Linked DNA regions of Urocitellus parryii: region 2 is linked to region 1. Evidence: chromatin contacts called from public Hi-C data. All regions are on one chromosome and are shown on one strand. Each heading gives the region's core, a stretch centred on a gene start, on an enhancer-like site or on the middle of the called end of the contact. The rest is flanking DNA. Distances are from core to core; before and after follow the strand shown.

Evidence for each region. A called contact is a pair of places that touch in the nucleus more often than the background predicts.
Region 2: a contact with region 1 is called in a Hi-C map of muscle, with 6 times the contacts expected there. The contact joins the promoter of Apmap here to the promoter of Nanp in region 1. A contact is called at or near these places in 2 of 2 Hi-C or Micro-C datasets (liver and muscle).

What each region holds. Positions count from the first base shown.
Region 1 is chr6:150,606,334-150,611,613 of mUroPar1.hap1, reverse strand. Nanp (N-acetylneuraminic acid phosphatase) reads right to left here and starts at 3,317. Exons shown (of 2, transcript XM_026393039.2): 1 at 3,205-3,317. The coding sequence starts at 3,294.
Region 2 is chr6:151,197,424-151,202,703 of mUroPar1.hap1, reverse strand. It overlaps Apmap (adipocyte plasma membrane associated protein), which reads right to left and starts at 2,333. Exons shown (of 9, transcript XM_026393031.2): 1 at 2,173-2,333. The coding sequence starts at 2,264.

The DNA.
Region 1 (5,280 bases), core at 2,068-4,567:
GGGCTGGTTTGGGAACCATGTAACACTTGATATCATATGACTGGGCAAAAGTATTTTCTTAATACCAATTATTTGGATGTGAAGGGGCTGAATTTAAAAATAAACCAGGAGTGGTGGCACATGCCTGTCATCCCATCGGCTGGGGAGACTGAGCAGGAGGACTGCGAGTTCAAAGCCAGCCTCATCAATTTAGCAAGGTGCTAAGCATTGAAGTGAGACCATGTCTGTAAGTAACATACAAAAAAGGGCTGGGGAGGTGGCTCAGTGATCTAGTGCCCCCTGAATTCAATCCCTAGTATGCCCTCCCTTCCCCCGAAAAATACATACCCACAAAGTATGACTATCTGCACACAGACTTGCATTTCAAATAGGCCTTCTGTTATTTCTAGTTTATAAGTCTTTGCTCACACAATATCTATCCAATGAGGCCAAATCTGACCAAACTATTTGAAATTGCAATTCATTTCCTCCTCCACTTTTTCTAATGCATCTATAAATATATTTATTATGTCTTCTGTCATATCACTTAAAAGTAAATTCACAAATACAAAAATTTTTCTGCTTTGTTTAAATGAGAAACTACATTTCTGTATAAGCTTTCTTCTTTGGTATTACACTGAAAAACAGGTCTGAAGATGAAAAAAAATATACCTTTCTCAGATGATTAAAAAAATATTTAAACTGACATATATAGTTAGTATATTACTTCTTCTCCCTAAGCCCAATGTAAAGACCAGACATTTCCCTGTTTTTTGATTCATAAATCATTTGTGATGATTTATGAAGTCTGACATGGGTTACTTAAGAATAGATCAACACATATGAGTAGTGATGTATCCTTGCATGATAAAGTATTCACACCATTCAACTCTGCTTAGTTAATAAGTTATTTATAAAGGGAGTGGTAATAGAACTAAGACTAGATCAAAATTTTTTTCCATCAACCCAATATTCATTCAGCATTTACCATGAGTCAAACAAAGTTCACTATTTAGCTGTAGGCAACCTAAGCTGCAAAAATTAACAACATCCATTGATAGCTGCAGTAAGAGATATCTGAAAAACAAAATATGGTACTGATATAAAAGTGAAAGTGACAGACTAGGAAGAAATATAGTCTAATTTTTTTGTGTGTGTATGTGACAGAGTCTTACTATGTTGCCCAGGCTGGTCTCAAACTCCTGTACTAAGTGATCCTCCTGCCTCAGTCACCTGAGTAGCTAGGACCACAGGCATGCTCCACTGCATCTGGTTCTACTTCTAATTTTTGCTTTAGAAATCTCTGTGACAGGAACATGGAGGATCAACTAGATGTGGCCAGCCTGGAGACAAGATCACATCAACAGTCTAGATGAGAGATGAGTCAGGCTGTAACTAAAATGATGGCAAGGGGGATATGCATTGGGGTAGAAGTTAGGGAACATGGTGGTACAATTCACTGAGTAAAACACGGGATGCTCTGTACTTCCCATGCATTGTATTAAACTTACCTGACAGTTATTAACTCAAATATCTGATTTCAAAGCCTGAACTCTTGGCCTATTAGCAAAAACTGGTCTAAAACAAGAATTCAATTGTAACATACTAGTCTTAGCTTGTTAAGAACACATAGAAAAATATGTACTGTTGGGCTGGGGATGTGGCTCAAGCGGTAATGCGCTCGCCTGGCATGCGCGGGGTGCTGGGTTCCATCCTCAGCACCACATAAAATAAAATAAAGAGTTGTGTTCACTGAAAACTGAAAAATAAATATTAAAAAATTCTCTTCTATCTCTCTTTTTTAAAAAAATATGTACTGTTGGCACTTAGGATTACTGGAGGCAATATAGCACAGAGATGTGTCCTTGAGTTCAAGGTCAAAGGCATGAAGATGAACGGAACAATAAATAGTATGGAAGGCCTTAATAAAGGCATTAAGATGGATTCAAAGGGCTAGGGATGTAGTATAGTGGTAGAGCATTTGTGTAGCATGTGCCAAGGCCATGGAGTAGATCCCTAGCACCATTAAACAAACAAACAAATAAAAAATACATTCAAAATATCCAGTGTGACTCTGGCACTGTGGGGATAGGCCCAATTACCTGGCACATCTATTTCATTCTAGAGCTAGAGATAGAAGCTACCTTGCAATGGATTTAGGAATCCATAGGAGGTAGAGACAAGGAAATCAGGGGCATAGATTCTCTAAAACCATGGCTGAGAGAGATAGGGAATATATACTATAGAAAGAGTCCAAGGGAGGTGTTCTTTTTCATTAAAAAAAAAAAAAAGACTACGAACATGCAGCACAAGTGAAATGCACAGGGGGGAAAAAAAGAATGAAGAAGCTGAAGATTCAGGGAGACGAAATCTACCTGATGAAGTATGAAGGACGGGACATTCAGAGTTGAAAGGATTGGCTTTTGAAAGCGGGTTTTTTCACATCTGATAATCCTTCGATTTCTCCTTGAAGCTGAAGGTAGAGGAAGGAAAGCAAGGGTGGATTAGGGGCTGGAAAGCGCTGGGAAGGTCTGCAACAGCATTTGTAGGTACACGGAGAGGATGCTGCTGAGCAATACCTCACCGGGGCAGCACGGATTTTTGCCGTGTCTCCTTGGAAATCTGAGCAGATCAGGAAAGCCAGAAGCGAGTTCTGCAGAAAAAATTCTCAGATGCAGCTTCAAATCGGGGTTCACCTCTGATACTTACGTAACTTACGTAACTTCTTGGGTCAAAAATTGGGGCTGCCTTCAATGATTCTTTTCTAAGTCCACTGAAGACGACAGTTGGGGGAAATGTCCCTCCCGCAAGACCCACCACTAAGCTCAGATGCGTGCGCCCGTGGTCTGAACTGTCCAAACTCTACCTGGCTCAGCACGGGTGTACAGTGGCACGGTGACCATCTACCTGCGTTTGTGGGCGGTTCCACTATCGTGGCAGTTTTAAGGACATGCTTCCGGGTCCCTTGAGCAGAAACAGTCTGCAAGAAGCCAGTTCCCTGAGCCTGTGGACTGGGGTCGGGGAAGGCAGTCCCCTCCCAGCTGAGATCCCCCAGCCCGCTCGCCCTTTCCCAGGTCTTTCCAGCCCCCAGAGAGCTACTGAAGTCTCCAAGGACGAGTGCGGCCAGTGATTCCTGGGTCTGGGAAGTGGGCACTGGGGGACCCGCGCAGTACGGGGTTGGGGAGTGCTGAGTCTGGAGAAGAGCCATGGGAGCGGGGACGTTACCTCCAACATGCCTCTCTTGCTCGCCCCGGCCGTGTCGATGAGCGTGTTGTCCAGGTCAAAGAAAATAGCCCGCACGCGGGTCAGCCCCATAGCGCCGGCAGCCCAAGCGACGCGCCAAGTCTCCTTTGCCCGCGCAGGCGTGAGACCGACCGGTGAGGAAAGACATGGGCGGAGCCTTTAGGTCACCTGACCCTCCCGCGCCGCGCGGAGCCACAGCAATCGCCTGTAGTAGCCTCTGAAACTTCTGTGAGATGTCGCCATCTCTGAGCGTCAGAGAACGGCAAGATCCCGCGAGATTTCGAATTTAGGGTTTCTAACTCGTGCGTTAAGACTTCCACGTCACAGTGACGAGCAGCGCGGTTTTCGTCATTTTGGTTTATTTTCGCTTGTCTGTTTTCTCGCTTTTGTGTCCCCTGCGCCAGGAGGACGTCTTAACTGCCCCGAAAGGTTTTCTGCGCTGTCCAGCCCCCGGGAGGGAGACTGAGAAGCTGGCTTCTCTGTTGGGCGGCATGCTACTGTGCTGGGAACCTCAGGCAGCTCCAAAATATTGGCGGTCCTTGATGACCCTAAGTCTGGGTGTAAGGGTAAGTCTTCAGTGTCCTCGCTTCGTGGTTACAGAACGGGTAACTGTCAGCAGCAGGAGCTCAAGAGGAGTGCAAAGCTGTGACGGCCCTTGTTTTCAAATCTCACCGAACAGCTGGTTGTAGGCGCTGCTTTCTACTAGATCGGATCGCGGCCACATTGCGCCTTGATGTCTACCTCACTCAGAATGGTAGCCTCATTATAGCTGGAACCCGCACCAGCACATTTTTGAGCCTTTGGTTGACAACTGTGCCTGAAGATCTAGGGGGCACTGTAGTGTCTGCCTGAAGTTTTGCCCATCTTGATTGCTTTTCCTGAGATCTTGCATCTCAGGTTTCTCCATACCTTTCAGTTATACCAGATGGTTTTCTGGTATCACAAGAGGTTAAGGGACCCAGACAGTCTGTTAAATTCCCAGAAAGACGAAATCAAGATTTGTCTTCTGGAAGTAGAACAAGATCTTGAAACCAGTTTCTAACTTTTTTGTCTTTCTTGGGTAACTTTTCTGAAGTTTGGATAATGCTGTTATCATCAGTGACTAGAAGTTATCAGGTAGATCAGGGCAACTAGGTAAATGAGGCCTGACACACTGATTTTGTGACACAGTGTTTTTACACTGTCAAATGATTGGGAAAAGAAATAAAAAAAGAGTATTTCCTGATAGGTGAAAATTACATGGTATTTAAGTTTTATTGTTCATAATTTGTGTGTGTTCAATTGGGTTTGGCCCAAATCAGTCTCCATGCTGGAATGATAAAGTTCTCCCCAGAGTGGCTTCTGTATATAGTGAACAGTATCTTATCTTGATATATAAACAAATTTTGTTACTAGGCAATTGAGTCTCAGTTAATTAGCAGTGGGACCTCTGGCCAATCAAGTTCTTCTTTTTCCTCTGTCATTTTCTTTTCACTTTAAACTATAAATATAGCTTATACATGTGCAGTGGGATATTCTATTGGGAACCAGCTTTCATCTGGAATGTTGCTTGGTCCTAGAACCTTTTTCATGCTGAAATAAGTTTAACTCATCTCAGATTTTTAATAATTGGAATGCAACACATTTATTTCTATATTGTCTTTTACTGATTTTACTGTACAACAGTAGAGTTGAGTAGTCATAAGTATCATCATATGGTTGCAAGGCCTAAAATATTTATTGTTTAGTCTTTTGCAGAAAAATGTTGCCGTTGAGATGGAGAAGAAATGTCTCTGAAGAAGGATCTGAAGAGTTCCCAGAGAGAAGGAGGAACTTGACTCTGGACCACTGGGGTTCTTGGTACATATTATAGAAAATAATTTAAACGTGTGTCATTGAGGGAGCAAAATTTCGATGTATGCAGTTGAGGGGAGATATATAAAGAATGTCCACGTGCTTCTGTCCCTTTTAATGCTTTATTCCCTCAAATTACTCAATACAATTTCACTCTATAGATTCTTAATCAAGAAAACAACAATCCTTAATGCTAGGCACTGCAATAGACATAATCAATTCACA
Region 2 (5,280 bases), core at 1,084-3,583, 590 kb before region 1:
TTCACTCCTAAACAGTTATATTAAACAGTACTCTTCCTAGGCAGAACTGTATTCCTAAAGAGAAGGAATACTTTCAAAGTGTGCAATTATTCGTTCAATAAAGTTTCTATAGCATGTGGGGAAACTGATGCCAAATAATAATTATAAAAAAGCTTGCACTGGTATGTTAAGTGCTTAGCTCATTTATGTTCCACACGGAATAAAAGGATTTAAAAATCAAATTCTCCTTATAGCTCACAAACAGAAATTCAAGAGCTTTGGCACAAAAATCTTATTTCCAAAGCATATTCTTAAAATGTGCTTTTCAATCACAGTCCAACAGCCAGTTTCATCCTCTTCATTCACTTTCATTTCTCCTTTTACTCTATTCTACTGTAACTTTATATAAATCATCTCACTCAAACTTCAATGACCTCATCAGCAAAACAGAACAAATGCTACCTTTCAGGCCAAGATCTAAGAAACCTATAATGTCCCTTTTTCTATCATTAATATCTTCCAAGATTTTATTTTGTGACATTTATTCTAAGTTTTATGCCCTACTTTTATTCAGATTTCTTTATTTCACCCACCATACACAAGACTTTCCTGACGTATGTTGAAACCCTCAACATTTAAGGTTGTCAAGAGGATAATTAGACAAACTACTAGAAATGACCCCAAAAGAAATGAAAAATATATAACTTCAGACAAAAAAAATAAGAAAATTAGCTATAATGTCATAATAATAAATGTAGAAAGAAAGGATGGTGACAAAAACTCACTTTGAAAGAAACCATTACAGATACACAGTCAAGGGATCAATAAATAAGAGAGATAAAAATATAGGAAAATAAGAACAATTGTTCATGGCCATCAAGAAAATATCTTAAACACAGATGTAAAAGACATACTGGAAAAGATCAGGTGGCAGAAGATGACTTTAGAACATATAATTTACCTTGTCATTAAGGAAGAAATCCCCCACAGAGAATCTGAACAAACAATTTAATTAAGTCTGCCCCTCTACTCTGGGGTCAGGAATGGCAAAGCAGCCATCCTGAGGGTTGGGCCCATTAAAAAAGTGCCCTAGAGTACTGTATGCCCACTTTTCATTTCAACACACTGCACCTCATCAGAGCCAACTGCTCTTTCATTTCTCGTGTAAAAGTGCCTTATTTTCATAGTTTTTGTAGTAAAGTTTGACCAATGCTTGCATGTCCATTCTAAAAAACTCATCAGTCATCAGCAGCCAATTAATTTACAATATCCCCAGTAAGCTGGGCAACAAACTTGTCCTAGTTATAGCACTGAAAGAACTTGGAAACCCGAGGGAAAGGCAACCCAGAATGGGTTGAACAACTTGGTCTATGGAGTCTCTTGTTTCTCCCTAGAAATTAAAAATTATAAAATTATGAAACTCAGGGCATAAAACTGAAAAGTGAATTTTAAGTATTCATACCAAATGCTATGTTTAAGGATCATGCTTCAGCTAACAAAACACAACATACTCAAATTCTGGAAAATCAGAAAAGGAATAAAAACACGAAGCCTGAGATTTTTTAGGGATCAGCAACTACAGTTTCCTTTGCTTTTCCATCCCCATCAGGAAAACTTGCAAGGCTGAATTCCCACCAAAAAAAAAAAAAAAAGCCTATAATATAACTTCTTGTATAGGAGAACCGCAGTTCATGCAGCGCGATGGGGGACAGGTGCAGAAGAGCAGGTGTAGAAGGCAACTCTTTGCTGGATCACGAAATGGAACTCAGGCATCTTTTCAGATTTTCCTTCGGGAAAGTGGGTGCAAAGGAACAGAAAGACGCAGGGCCGTGACCGGATGGCTGTCAGGTGAGCTAGCAATAAAGACAGCACGAATGGGGAAATGAAATGACGGAAAGAGAGGATGCAGCCTCTCCGGAGATCGGGCCAAAAAAGGACAGGTGCTGCGCGAGGACCCGGAGAGCCGACTGGGCTCACGTTGCACCTGAAGTCTGAAGGAACTGGCACCTGTTTTGTCGGAGCCTCTTTCCTCCTCTCTAAAACGAGTTTTGCGTGGGGATTAAATCAGAGTTCTTGCAACGTGCTTAGCATGGCATTTACGCGGTCGCGGTTAGAGCAGCCGGTGTTGCCCAGGAGGGTCACCCCGGTCCTCTCTGCCCCGGTTCTCGCGCCAGGTCTAGAGGTCCGGCCTACCTGCCGTCCTTAGCCTCCGGAGCGGGGCCATCATCCGTGACTACCTGCGGACGCAGGGGCCGGCGCTGCCGCAGCCCGTCCGCCTCGCTCATGATAGGGCCGCGCCACCTCGTCCACTGCCACCCGTCGCACTAAGGCAGCTTGGGCTCAGAGGCCAGCTCGCTCCGCCCCTTGGCCCCCGTAGTCCCCGCCCCTTGGTCCCCGTAGTCCCCGCCCCGTGGCGCACGGAAATGACGTAAGTCCGATGACCAATCCGGCCGCCAGAGTAGGCTTAGCTCTTTCGCTGTCGGTGTGTTTTCGGGCTGTCGGCGCGCGGGGCCCAGCGCACTATAAAGGCCTGTGGAGACTTTGACCCGCCTTGGTCTCTGCGACCCTGGACGCTGGGGGCCGAAATCGTTCCGCCCGGACCGGCCGTAGCGCTTTCCGCCTTCCCTTCAACTAGTTTCTGAATGTGAGGCCACCCTAATAATCTCTATGCACTTCGGCAAGTGCTGGACTGAAGTGTCGGCGGGTTTTGTCCGAATGGAGGAAGACACTGTTTATTAAACGACAAAGACTGGGTTCTTACAGGCAGCGTAAAAGACAACGTGTTCATGTGCTTGGAGAGCAATAACCCCTAAAAATTATTTCACCTTTTCTGAACTGATCTGGTTAATGGGAAAATCTAGTCTAGAAAATGTTTTTCTTTGCTTAATATCAGGTATTGATTGTTAGGTATTCTTGTGAAGGTTACAACCGATAATTGATAAAGGTTCTATAAGGGTTACCCTTGAGGCAGGGTACAAATAGAAATTAGTGCAAATTACAAAGAAAACATGAACCATTAATTTATCCACAGTATTATATTGAGCCAGTGCATTTCTTGGTATTGAAAGATGATGTTGAGCAAGCCACAGATAAGGTCTCTCCCTAATAGAAATTAAACTAATAGGACAGATGACTTTAATCAGGTTATTCAAGTAAGTACAAAATTTTAAACATAGTAATTGCTTTAAACGAGATGACTTTGATCTTGTGAAAGTATTTGACAGGTGAAGAGATTAAAAAAATGAATAGAATTTGGAGGGAAAAACAGGGTGAGGGATTTTCAAACAGTGGGAATCAAGTCTTGTTAACAAGTGCACTAGGAACCCGTCTCTGGGAAAACATGTTCAAAATTAGGCGTAGAGCAACAAACATGAAATAAACATGACGTTTTCCTTTTCAGCACTAGGTGACACTAGAATTCCATGTGAATGTTCAGTATTCATTCAGAGTTAGAGCCAGCTTGTGGTAAGAGTTCTTAACACAAATTCCATTTGGTAGAGATCCCAGACATTGGCAGCATTTTACTTCATTCCATGTCATCAAAAGCAGCCAGTAGAGTTAATATGTCAGGGATGGTGTTCTAACAAAGTGCTATATGATCTGATCCCTTCCTCCTGTTTAGATTATCCTTCCTGCCCTGCATTCCCTGGTGCACACACTCAGAATTCCCTGCCACTCTTCACTTACTATTTATTCTTGTTGTCATACATATTTTTTCACCTCTCCAGGCTACCATTCTTATCATTCAGAGCCCACTTCACATATCATTGTTGAAGATGATCCTTACCTCAATTTCCCAAGTAAACATCATCCTTTTTGTTTCCAAAGTACTTTGAACATGCCCTGACTATAGCCATAAGCCTACTGCATTGAAGTTATTTGTATTCCACACACAGTGGAATCAGTCCACTGACCATAAACAACCAGGAACACATCCACCAAAAAAAAATATGAATAATAAGTTGGGTTTATTGAAAATGCAGTGGCAAAGAAATGCATCAGAGGACTGGGGGGATTCTCAAAAGTGAGGTACTTATGGGGCTTCAGGGCTTGATTTAGTCATAGTCTTGTCAGCATTCATGAACTAGGAGAGTGAATGGAGGAGTCAAAGGTCTTATCTCTGGAACACATGAGTCCATGTAGAGTTACTGGGAAATGAACTCATGGTTTTATCTCAGAGCACATGGCTCCTAATGACTTGGTTTTAAAATAATCTGAGATCCTTTTTTTGTTGAACAGCACACCTTAGTAGTTTCTCTGTTTTCAAGTCATACCAAAGTCCACTTTGCTTGTTGTATCTTGTTTCAGTTTTCAGTCCTCCTCCTACCCTACCCTCCAACCTAGTTGCCAACCAGATCAACTTTGCTTTCTCATCTTGCCAGTTATTGGCAGAGGGATAGGACCATGATGAATGGTCACATCAAGTTTCTCAACTTAAGCACTATTAGCATTTTGAACTAGATAATCCTTTATTGGGGAGGTGGAAGGAGACCTGTCCTGTCTATTGTGGGTTATTAAGAGCATCCGTGGCCTCTACCCACTAGCATCCCACCTCATTGTGTGCTATTGTTTAGATCTAGAACCCCATAGATCTATATGTTAAAGGCTTGGTCCCCAGCTTGTATCAATATTGGGAGGCAGTGGAACGTTTAAAAGTTGGTTCCTAGTGGGAGGCCTTTAGATCACTGGGAGCAAGTCCTTGAAGGGGATAGCCCCAGCCTCTACTTCTTTCTCTTTTTGTATTCCTACCATGAGGCAAGTGGTTTGCTGATTTTTGCCAATGTCTTAGCTGGGCACAAGATCACGAGCCACCACACACCTAGTAGATTCAAACAGCAATTCTTTATTCCCGAACTCACACTGGCCTCTACACACGTTCTGGGGAAATCTAAAATCTGCCCGCACAATTCACGTCCCAAATATTTTTTCAATTCCACGAGAACTCAACGGGAACTCAGGCAGCAGGAACGCCCTACTCCCAGCAGGAATAACCTTCAACCTGCAACTTCCCTAAACCCAGATTATCTTAAACCGGGAACGCCCTAAACTCAAATTGTCTTAAACCCGGATACTTCCTAAAACCTGCAGGATACACCCTAATCCTGGATTCACCCTGGTCCTTGAGCAGGGTCACCTTTCTCAAAGACACATGCAATGTCCATTTAACATGGGGTACGCTGGCAAGAAAATTTCGTCATTCCTACTTGGCAATGGCCCTCAGCAGATTTTCTCAAGCATTTGTTAGGATGACAGAAAGCTACTCAATAATCAAAAATGTCAGGGTTGGGTTTGTGGCTCAGT